2 separate regions of the Zea mays genome follow, and region 1 is linked to region 2. Evidence: chromatin contacts called from public Hi-C data. All regions are on one chromosome and are shown on one strand. The core of a region is the stretch at or near the end of the contact, and the rest is flanking DNA. Distances in the headings are between cores, read along the strand shown.

Region 1 (6,274 bases), core at 765-3,264, 260 kb before region 2:
GAAGTCGAGTGGTTCCATGCATGCGATGCGACCCGCCTGCCACTGCCAGCCATCGGACCAGATCGATCGGATACGGCAGAAATCAAAACAGGCGGATGCTAGCTAGCTGCAAATCCTAGGGACTCCGCTTGTCGGCACCTCGGCTTTTGTGGTTGCGTTGGTCAAATATGTCTGCCCAAACCGTGCCCGTTGCTCCCCGAGCCGCCGTATACTTTTTGTGCTATCTGTGCATCCTCTCCTCATCGTGTGTTGATCCAATAAAAAAGATTACCCCTGTACTTGTTTCCATGCCGCTGGTGCTAGTCATTATCTCTACCCCTTAAATCCACTAGATCAAACTAATCTAAGTCCACCCATAAATCTTCTCACCCACTCATGCCTCTACTAAACCCACCCACCGTTTTTACCCCAGACAAATCCCACTGTCAACAAAACCAACGTTCCAGATTATTTTATTTGCCTACTTTCTCTTACTTAAACACATCCGACTGTCAAAAGACCATATAGTTCTCTCTCAATATTTCTAAAAAACATAGATTAATCTCTCTAATCTAGTGGCTAAACCTCTCTAATATCAAAAAGGGAAATACTTTTATTTATAAATAAGGATGTAAATGGTATGAATATTATCCATCTGTATTCGAATTCGATCCATATAAAAGGTTTGAGATCCGATCTACATCCAAGTCCGAGTATTATTTATATTCGTATCTATATACTCAAAGTTGAAAATTAAGATGTTAATATATATTCAAATCTTATCCGATACAACTTGATAATATTTGTATCCTATTCGAATACCCAAAAAATATAGAAATAAATATGGAACATGTAATATCTATCGGTATCGGATTCAATTACATCTCTATCTAGGAAGTCGAAGACTCATTCGAGGCCGCCACAAACTCTTCAGTAGGGATGGCAACGGGTACATACCTGTCGGGTAGTACCATTCCATACCTGTACCCATCAAAAAAATTATACCCATTAGGTTACCCGTATATGCTCGCGGGTATAAAATCTTTACCCATATCCGTACTCGTGCGGGTAATTTTACCCGTCGGGTAATCTGTACCAGCTAGGAAAGTCTTAAATTCCAATATATTCATCACTCATAATATTAAAATAAACATACAAAAACAAGTTTAACTTCACATATAGCAAATTATATGATTACATAACTTGGTAGCTAGACAAATGATAGCTAGAGATGGGTTCCATTTTAGCTAAGATAGATTCTATTAGATGATTATAGTGCTATTGATGCGGTTATATTTTATCCATTGGTAGACGGGTATGAATAATACCAACCCGTACTTGTACCTGTCTACCCAACAGGTAGAGGTTCTTGCTCATTAACATACTCGTAAGTAGATAAATTATCTCGTACCTACCTTTATATCGGGTAAAAGTTTTTGAATTGCGTTGGGGGAAATCTACCAAAGCTAGGCAGATAGATAGACTCCTTTCCCGCGGCTAAGGGAGAGCAAGAAACTAAATCACATGATTTTTCACCAGCGCCCTTTTTTTTGCGGGTACTAAGAGTCCTCTCACTACCAACCAGCAGACATCATCATCTGGCTGAATCTTGCCGGTATCAACAACGAGAAAGAAGAACCAAATGGAAACAACAACTAACTATGGCTCTTGGCCCAGACAACGTCCTAGGCGTAGGGGAGATCAAAACAAGAAGTCACGCCTAAACGACGACGCCCGTCCTGGGCTGCAGTAAGTAGATCGAGAGGTCGTTCCGCCCCTTGTCCTCGAAGATGGGTAATATGTTCTCATACAATGTTGCTCCAACTTTTTTCTAGAGGGCCTAGCTGGCGAGCGATCCCAGTCCGCGGCAGAGAACACGTCGGGTAATTCGGGTAATTGCCAATCATCTCTTTGTCGTCCTAACACCCAACAGGCTGAGCGCCGTGCCGCTTGAGCGCCTTGGGCCGCTCCCTTCCGCAGACCGCGCGCCACTAGGCCAGCCCAGCCGAGTAGGCCGCCTCCCACCTAGAGGCCGAATAGGCCGAGCGTGCGCCCGTGCTCAAGCGCCCGAGGAGCTCCCACCCAGCCGCCAGTAGCCTTTGCCGGCCTGAGCGCCACTTCTTATGAAGCTCCTACACATGACAGCGCGCCTGAGAAGACCGAGTAGGACTTTGCCCTGATGGGCCGCGCTCATCCAGGCTGAGTGCGGTGGGCCGCTCGCCAGGCCTTACCGTCACGCCACCGCAGTGGGCTGTTGCTAGTGCCCGCAAAGAAGAGATGCGTCTGATCTCTCTTTTTTTCCTTTTTTTTATTTTTCTTTTCCTTTTCTGACTCTGCCATGCAAGCATCCAACTCAACGCTTTCTGGCTCATTGGTATCCTGCGTGAATCGATCTAGACCTTGGGTGCGTTGATAAAGCAACATCTGCATATAGCGAGGCTGAGTCTACACCTACACATGCAATGTAGGCCAAAACATATTCTCCAGCTGCATGTATGGATACGCCACAAAATTCAGTTTCTCGTGGACCACGCTCGCCCGAGCCAGGCGCCACTTGTCTACCTAATCAATCAGCCGATTTATGTTCGTCTTCAATGCATGTAAATGACACGTGCACCGGGGTGAAGTCCAAAACATTCCGCACATTTTCTTGGACCAAATACATCAGTTTCTTCGTGAACTTAGGTCTTGTTTGATACTGCTTATCTTCAAAAAAATCTGATGAAGTTAGTGAAGTAGGTCATTAGAAGCTTTAAAAAATCATGAAGCTGAAGATGGAAATCTTTAGAACACATTTAGATAAGTTATTTTGTTTATTATTTAGATTAAAAATATTTTTTAAAACTATTTCAATTTATATTATAAACTACAGTGTCACATTAAAACTGAACCTAGAACAACACTTACCAAGCATGTTACATCAATATCAAAACACATATTTACACACATACATTACGTTCAAAAATCATGTAAATCACTTTGCCAAACCAATGCCAATATAACTCAATGTTTTGTCACACGTGATTTAACAATCTTCCCTTTGTGAAAGTATTGACAATACCACACAAACATTGAATATTGACATTCCCTTTTAGAAAAAAATGATTAAAATTCAAAAGCAAAGTGAAAAAGAACGACAAAAGATCTAAACCAAAATATTCCCCTAAAAAGAAGATAAATATGCAATATTGTGCCATGTGTTTGTCAAAATCCCCCCTTTAATAGTAATTTCGTCAACAATACACCAGAGATAACTTTGATTCCCTTTGTACACATTTGGATAATGATGAGCATTATAATTAATCCATATTTGTACAGATACTCAACAAAGGCATAGTAAAATATAGTCACACTTCCACATCCATGTACACATGATTTAATCCAAGCATAATTAAAAATTGAGGAGTCCACTAAGGACCGAGTTTCTCTCAACCCTTTTCTCACTCAAATGATCACCAAGATCGAACTTGAGTTTCACTTTGCTTTTCTTAAGAGATCAGAGTCTCCACAACTTCACACGTTGAAGGCTCTTGATAGCTTTACAATCAATGGATGTCTTGCACCAAGACTCAAGAACACAACACACACTCTTCTCTTATGCACTCTCTCAAGGCTCTATCTCGATTCACACACAAACATTAGATCTATTTCTCAATTCTCTCTTTTGTGGCACTTGTGAGGCTTTGGTCTCTTCAGGAGTGTTGCTCTAATATATTGAATGGGTCGATTGGGATGTATTTATAGCCCCAAACCACCGAAATAGCCGCTGGAACACTTACCCAAAATTTGCACTGAATTCGGGTGCACCAGACCATGGATAGTGCTTGGTCCAGTGCACATCGGACCTCTATCAGACTGTCGTTTTAGTGATCGTTCTGAACTAGATATTAGGTGTTAGGTGGAAATGGACCGGTCTAGTGCACCACCAAACCCTGACACATTGGCGCCACGTTAGCTCGATCATCGGGCTATCCAATCTGACTGTTGTGTCCTAAAGGTCCGATGCACCAGCTACCTTTCTCTAGGAACCAACCTCTCTGCATAAGTGGTCTGGTGACCGATCCGTTGCACACCGGACCGGTCCGATGCACCAAGCTTTCTGAGCCCGATAACAAGTCCTCTGTGTAATCGGTCTGGTGCAACGTAGATCAACAAACTTAAATTCTTTTTGGGATTTCCTTCCTTGCCTTTGCTTAACTATTTTCTTGGGCACTTCTATAACTTATACAACCATATCTAGAGTCCATCAAACTGGTCTAAGTCATAGTTCTTTGTCTTCTTGATCAACTTAACTTATTTAACTCATATTTGCTCAAACTTGGCTCTGAAAGACCAATTTTAATGTTTGACCTTTTCTACTTCTATTAGGTTCTCAAATATGTTCCTAGGGTCATTTAAAAATTATCCAAGTACTTGAACTATTCATAGTTCATCTTTTCCAAATTATGCCCTTTCTAGATGAGTTTTGAGCCATAGTTCATATTAAATCTCCTAATTTCATTCTTATGAATCCACAACCATTCATTCACTTAGCTAACTAGTTAGTCCATAACATTGTGATGGTCATAAAACACCAAAACCAATATAAAAATATCTTAAAACTCAATTTCCTTTCATTCGCCCTAAAGATGCGAAAAACTAGAAGTATTCAAGCTGTTAAAGATAAATATTAGGGGTATCCAAGATCAACTCAGCAAATAAGTCCATGATAGGTGGGACCGAGGGCTCAACCAAGATGTCTAGGAGCTCAGGCCACATGTCAGTAAAACGTCTTGCTTGTATAGAATTACCAAGAAGATGAAGGCAACAATCGATATCCAAGTAAATATGGTAAAACCTGGATGATAAGGGTAATATGTATATAAAGATAGAGATAATCATCTAGAAAAGTAGGGATAGACTCGGCTAGGTTCATTATTATCCTTATCTGGTGATCAACCCAGATAACTTTCCCTATAATCACTGTCCCTCCTTGGACTATAGAAGGAGGGCTCAAATGCCCCAAGAGGGTAGATCATCTGTCATATTGCATAGGCAATAAAACCACTACATATGACATAGAATATTATGTCACATTTAGAGCCTATGCCTATTTAAATCATCGAGTCACATGTACCTTTACCTTCAGTTCTCAATCTCGTAATCCACCAAATAAATTCACTACCGAGCAATCCTTGACAATTGACACACCAGGTAGGGGAATCGTGTTGATCATTGCAGATTTGATGGTAATCATAGGTTTCGCACAAAGAGAGCAGATTTTCTTTGTTTAAATAGGCCTTGATGTCTCGGTGTACCTAGTGTCGTTCACCTAGGCTTTGGAAGAGCTAATCTGCACCATGGCATAGACATAGCATCTTTCATAGCATCGTCTCGGACTCGGAATCTGGTATAACTAGGATTCTGACTCCAACTCGGACTATAATTATACAAATGCACATATATAGGCCCTGTTTTGTTCCTAGAACTAAATTTACGTCCCTGTCACATCGGATATTTGGATGTTAATAAGAATTATTAAATATAGTCTAATTATACAAGTAATTGCACATATAGGAACTAAACGATAAGACAAACCTATTAAACCTAATTAGTTCATGATTTGCTCATATGATGCTAAGTAAAGATTTGATAATCATTGATTAATTAGACTTAATAAATTTGTTTTGTCGCTTATTCTTTAACTATACAATTAGTTTTTATAATTAGACTATATTTAATATTTATAATAATCATTCAAACATCCAACATAATATAGGCTAAATTTTAGTTCATATAACCTCATAGTTATATATATAAATGGGTCAAAAGGGCCCCATATAAGATTTTTCCTAGGGTCTTGAAATCTCAGGCGCCACGGCCCTAGGCACGAGTCTTAGAGTCTCTCTCCCGACAATCTTCGTGACAGAGCTCGGCCACCATATCGGTCTTGCCGAACTCGGACTCATCCTTGTGGGAGAAATCTTCATATTGAGTCATTGCTACACCATCAGCAGTAAGCTACGGATACCGCCATGCACCTAGGTTGTGAGTATGACATTACAAGGCAGAACAGAAAGAACTTGGCTATGGTTGAGTCTAGTCGGCTCAAGCCGTAATTTCCCTCTCAAACTTCATCGTTAAGTCATTTATGGGCTAGTTGAGCTGAGTCAGTTGGCCGAGGAACTTCAAGTCCCCTTCTTTCGAGTCATACTATGGTCGCACTAGTCCATTATATTGGCTTGTAGTTTATCAACTCTCTATTATAGCAGCATACAAGGACACATCAGGTGAATTATCTGCCAATATGTCTTGG
Region 2 (6,360 bases), core at 935-3,434:
CAAATATACCTTATAGGGTGTGCAAATTAGACTATTGATAACTATGCCACTTATGTTGGATAAATAACATAAATGAGTATAGCCACAACTATCTAAGCAGGTTTATCATTTGTGTCGTTTAATGCACCAGTGTATTATTGTTTTATGATTGTTGTGCCCACATTTCAGGAGTAGTAGAAAAAACATGCTAAGTAGGAAGTGGTTCAGCCTTTGATCAGGACAGGGGCTGGGCAATCTGGGACATTCTAGAACTGTGTGTGTTTTTTAACGTAGACTGAAACACCCTCTAGTCCTCAAGAACACATGTTCAACGTACCTTACTGTGAACAGGGTCCCTGGCCGCAGATTTCCAGCATCAGATATATACGACACGTCTGCACCTGGAGGACGCCCATGGTAATTCCACCTGTACATTGATGATGTCCGAGCATTTAGTATTGTGTTCAGTAGGTCATGGTGTAGTTCGTTGTGATGAGAAAATGCTGTTTTAAGAAAAGTAGCAGCTAATTCACAACATTCACTTTAATAAGCACACCGTCAAATTCAGATCTCCAAATGTAAGAAAGTTTCTTTAATCCATAGAGTATATATGAAAGTCATTACATACGTCATCTTTATATGTTTTTTTTTTTCATTTGAATTTTGAGCTAAGATGTTACATGATGGGAAGTGGTTGAGGATTCAGAAATACTCCCTCCATTCCTTAATATATGTCGTCCGTTAGCACAAATTTGAACTACTATGCGACAAATAAAAAGAAATGGAGGTAGTACGGCATTGCGGGCTTACAGCTGCATACCTTAGAGGCTGAATTTCTGTTACCTCAAGCAGGGATCCATTCATGATAGACAGGAAAAGTTTCCTGATTAGGAAAATGTCAGTCAATGCATATCAGCCGATTTTAAATTAACTAGCAAATCACTTTTTTTTTGCAATACTTAGAAGCAAGCAGTACTGTACAGACTGACCTTCCATCATTGGATACAATCCCATTTCTTATACGCATAGCTTGACTTTGTGTTTTTAATCCAAGATTCGCTGACTGCTGGCTTGAGTTGAATGCCATCTCTGTCCAGATAGGCTGGGCATGCTCATTTAGCTGCAACTGAGAAAGTGCACAGAATATTGGAGTTAAATTGCAATTTAAATGAACTAATTTGGCAGAAAAATGTCTACTGGCTGTGTTCATTTTACTGGCCAATATCTCGCTCTTTTCTACGATATCCACTCCACCTTACGCTTTTTTATTTATTTATAGTGTAGGAATGCAACAGTTAAACCATCGGGATAATAAGTCACTGTTCTATCTATCAAAACACACAAACACTCACTGTTCTACGATTGAAGGATGACATCTACGACAGAGGTTTACCTGGTAGAGGGTTCCAGCTTCAGACAGAGCAAGGATAGTTGTATTGACAATGAAAGTTGCGGTGGCATACCCAGCCGAGGCAGGGAGCTCATGAGGAGCAATCACCCACACCACCCCGTTCCAGAACCTCTCGTAGATGGAGCCGCTCTGCCCTGTCACCCAGACTGACGACTCTGACATTCTTGTCAAGGAAATTCTCCTCCTTACAGGCAGGACAGGGTCTTCTTCTGCACCATCTCCCTGAACCCGCCGCGTGTCTTCCTCCTCCTCCTCCTGGCTCTGGACGGGAGGAAGGCCGTGTCGTCCAGGCTCCCTCGCCAGCCGCCCGATCGATCCTACCTTTGTGCAGGTGCCGTTGATGCAGGACATGAGGTCGAACGGCGCGCGTACTTGTACCCAGGTATTGCTCTGCTCCTGGTACTCCCAGAACCTGTCCGTCTTCTGCTCGAACCTCCTCGCTTCGTGCCTCGGGGTGGGACTCGGAGCGCGCCATGAACGAGCAGGGACCGTGGCCTCCAGGACGGCGAGAGCTGCGAAGCATGTGAACAACCACGAGAGGAACCTGGCCATGGCCATGGCCATCTTAGCAGGTCTTTATCCTTCGTTAAGACGCATGCTGCCGCGCCCCCGAGGTTATAGCTGCGCAGTCATCGGGACGACGGAGCCTGGAAAGCTCCCTGCCTCGCCTTGCCTGGGAGAATGGTAGTAGTGTATGGAAATGAATGGATATTTCAGTGGAGGGTGGGTATATATCGTCGATCGATGTCTCGGTGCAAGCCATCAGCTGTCATTTGATGGAGGCCATAAATAAAGCCCTATGGACGGTAACCTTGGTGGTTTGCTTTCCTTTTCAGCCGCTTTAGTACAACTTTCTCACCCGTCGCTGCTAATAATCTTTCGCCGATTTTATATATATATATATATATATATATATATATATATATATATATATATATATATATATATATATATATATAGGGTAGATAGTAGTTGCACCTCCCACACCCCTCTGAGAATCTGATGTCCATACGGTGTGGTGTGGGAGAAGAGAAGAAGGAAAAAAAACATGGGAATCTTGGGATATTTGTATCGGTGGAATCTGATGTTTATATTCATTGGATGGAATAAAAGCCATATCGTTTCTGCTGGGGTCGTTTTCTTTCACCTGTTCCTGAAACCGACGGTTGCTTAAGGAGTTCAAATGTCCAAGCGCAAGTCGCCAACGCTAACCTAACCACTGATGACCCCACCCATTCATCCAACCATGACTGACTGCAGGCCACTGAGAAGAAGAGGAAGAGGAAGAAGAGCAGGTGACAGGAGGAGCTCCTGCTGATATCAGCCTGGAGAAACTCTTTCCAGGCCGTTTTGTCATCGCCTGCTGAATGGAATATATACATCAGGTAAAGGTGGATGGTTGATCGGTCTCTAAAGTCAGCTGGATTGCCTTGCCGTTGGATTGTCAAACTGTAACTCCTTCTTCCACCATTGGCGGCAAAAGAAGAAGAAAAAAAATGTCTGGTTCGTTAGCAGCGCTAATCAATAGTAGACTAGTAGTAGGCGCTAGCTAGCCTCGGTCTTCGTCCTGAGATTGTCTAGTGATTTGTGCAGAATAAGCACCAGTGGCCTCCTCTCCGCTGAACCCTTTGATATAAAAAGAACAGGCGAGTGACGACGTTCCAGTACGTTAATCTCCGATCTCCTCAGGCCACTAATTGCCCTGCCACATGTTATTACTGGCTTGCTACTAGCTAAGAATTTTTTTTTCCAAGTACTGACTCTCTCATATAGGGCCGCCTGATTGGATGGCCGCACCACAGATATAACTTATTTTGTGTTGTGCGCGTGCAGGTAACCAAACAGAAACTCTAATAAAGTCAATACACGTGATCCAAGTGGCGCAGGACGAGATGATACAGGCAACCAACCAATCACACGGATATATCTCATCAGCTGCAAGTGCTAGTGCTGGACTGGCAATAATTCATTACGCCTGAGTGCCTGACCTGTCTATTGTGGCCGAGGTGTGACCACGTACTTGTGGTGGAAGCACGGTGCGTGCAGTCAGGCACACAACGATCGACGTAAAGAGGCAGCCGGCTTGCGTGCATGCCACGGAGAGTCCATCGCATCGCAGGCCATTTCTGGTGCACCGTCCATTCGTACAGGGAAGGGGTGGTACCATGTAACATCTGCTTGTTTTTTTTCTTCTTCTTTTCCTACTATATATATATATATATATATATATATATATATATATATATATATATATATATATATATATATATATATATATATATATTGTTTTGTTTTTTGCTTGTTTTGTTTCCAGTTCCAGCCATGGATTTATCACTCAGCAGTCAGCTCGCGGGCGGCTACGCCTAGCCGTCCATTTACATGAATGGACCGAGAGGGTAGCAGTAGTAGCTTCCCTTTCCGCTGCTGATTACCTGCTAGCTCCAAAAGCGATTTCCCCAAGCAATTATATTGGGACTCGACGCATCTCTCAAGCTAAAAATTCCGTGGTTCTATCTCTAATTACCACTCAAATTATATAATCTGTCAATGTTTTTTTCTCTCTCTCTCATGGCCTTGTTGCCCCTCTTCCTTGAACCCAACAAAAAACCAACGAATTTTATTATTCATAGCTAACCAGAGCAGCACAGATTTGTTAGTATATTTCTATTTATTTATTTATTTATTTTAAGACTTGACGGTGTTAATCTTTTAGTAATAACGTGCATGTTGAATTGCAGAGCCACCGGTAGTACCGCCTCATATTTTGAAAGTATCTATAGAAATTTAAAAACAGGATGTGTGACACATATGGTTTGAAGAAAAGATTTATTTATTTATTTATTTATTTCAGATATACACGACTTGTTCTCAAATAAGGTCTCGTAGTCGTGGATAAATAGAAGAGAATATTGAAAACCTAACCAGCTGCCCGAAGATTAACCTGTGCCGTGCATTAACACAGGAACGCTGACTCGCTGTAACAACGACTGACTCGTCCATCGACTCGAGTAATGACACCGTCCTTTTCAATGGATCATATTGGAGGATAACCCATCTGAGGCACCTGGATCTGCATGCGCGCGCCGTCATAAGAAGCTTCCCCGTCCATGAGATCGAACAATGTCTCCTCTTCTTCTGCGTTGAATCTTCTTCTATCTCTAGGACATGTCTAGGACGTGTTTGGTTCTTCTAGCTAAAGTTTAATCTATTTTAATGTCAATTGCTAAACTTTAGTTGGAAGAACCAGACATCCGTTATTTTAATTTTTTGTCCTATTCCATTAACTTCGGTACCCCAAACATACCAAGATCATTCCAACACTCCGCCACAACATGTTCTAGTGATTTTAGGGAGACTGAGCGTAGTTCTGAGTTGTTCTTTCCATTCTATGTTACTGAGCTCTTGAGATCTTGATTCTTGTGTTGTGTGGTTGTTTTTTGGCTCTTGTGTGTACTCTCCCTCTCTCATGTGCTGCGTTTTGAGTTGTAACTCTAATTTCTATATACGTCTACAAGAGAATCCAATTTATGAAGATTCCTTAAGACAAGGATATAATCGATATAAAGAAGATCGTGGCACTCAAGTAGATCATTGGAACACTTGAGAGGGGTTGAGTACAACCCTTGTCTATTAGGATACCACAACGTAGAGTAGGCAAGCATTTGAGGCTTGACCGAACCATAGTAAAAATCACTGTGTCTCTTATGCTTATTTCTTTGTGATTTTTCTTTCTCTATCTAAGTTCCATCTTTCACTTATAATATTGCTCTTAGTTGATTTAATATCTTGAAAGAGCAATCAAGTGAAGTGAACTTCTCTCTTCTTCTCACTCTGTCTTATTTTGTACTAACTCTTAATTTGGATTAAGTTTGTGTTTGAAGTTGTGTTTTACAGGGATCACCTGTTCACCCCCTTTAGGTGCTAACCTTATTTCCCTAGTTCGCGAGAACCCCAGGTACACTAAAATGAGTCCCAAGGAGGTGCTCGACAAGTATGTTAGCCATCAAATGATGGTTAAAGATGCAAAGTACATCAACGACGTCGCCAACGGGAGCCTCCCCTACGCTGAACCACAAGTTGTCTCTTTCAAAGCAATAAACGACAAGGATGCGTACGTGTGGTTACAGGGTCGATACACATATCGAATAGTGGTATCGAGTACCTTATTGTCTAGGTCATGGCGACCGAATTTTTTATATTTTAGCCCTTCCTCGGAAAAAAATACACGTTTGGACCTTAGAAAATTTTAATGTCATTTTTGGACCCTCTGCTCGGCGCCATTGCTAATGGCGCCGAGGTAACACAGCTCGGCGCCATAGGCTATGGCGCCGAGGTACGTGCTACGCTGGCACAACCTGAACGACGTGGCGCCAACGTGGTACCGAGCTCGGCGCCAAGATCTATGGCGCCGAGCTCGAATGTGTAACGACAAAGCATGTTTAGCTCAGTCGGTAGAGTGTAAGGCTTTTAACCTTGAGGTTGTGGGTTCAAGCCCCATGGTGGATGTTCAATATTTTTTTTGTCTTTGTCACTAATTTGTTTTTTTGTTGTCCATATTTTTCGTTTATGTCGCTGATTTGTCCGTCCAGATTTATTTTTCATCTAGTTTTTTTTTGTTTTTGTGACTGATTTATTTATTCATCTAGATATTTTTTGTTTTTGTTTTTGTTTATTCAAACTCCGTGAGGCAAGTACTGTGCACATAAGTAACCCACCCTATAGAAGTACGTAATACTTTATAAAATCATCAAGTCACTCTTTATTTATACCTAGTATATTTATATTTTGGACTCTAATTATAATTTTTTTGTTTATTAAGTATATTTATATTTTGGACTCTAAAACTCCAATAATCTAATGTATTCGAAATTATACTTTTTAATATTAATTAAAATTTATCATAGCTAAACCGGTGGCCGCTAACCAATGCAAGTATATTTATATTTTGGACTCTAAAACTCCAATAATCT

What was found. A called contact is a pair of places that touch in the nucleus more often than the background predicts.
Region 1: a contact with region 2 is called in a Hi-C map of ear, with 2.9 times the contacts expected there. The contact joins the enhancer-like site here to the promoter of LOC103634660 in region 2. A contact is called at or near these places in 5 of 25 Hi-C or Micro-C datasets (ear, endosperm, leaf and 1 more).

The regions. Positions count from the first base shown.
Region 1 is chr8:2,981,626-2,987,899 of Zm-B73-REFERENCE-NAM-5.0, reverse strand. No RefSeq gene overlaps it. Among protein-coding and RNA genes, the nearest start is that of LOC100501819, 110 kb to the left of the region's middle. Within about 2 kb of position 2,014, at least 17 of the 20 cell types and tissues checked have an H3K27ac peak or open chromatin away from gene starts, as enhancers often do. A contact at or near this core is called in ear, endosperm, leaf and 1 more, where this site is marked.
Region 2 is chr8:2,722,365-2,728,724 of Zm-B73-REFERENCE-NAM-5.0, reverse strand. It overlaps LOC103634660, which reads right to left and starts at 2,184. Exons shown (of 11, transcript XR_002263998.2): 1 at 1,373-2,184; 2 at 969-1,105; 3 at 800-862; 4 at 317-406.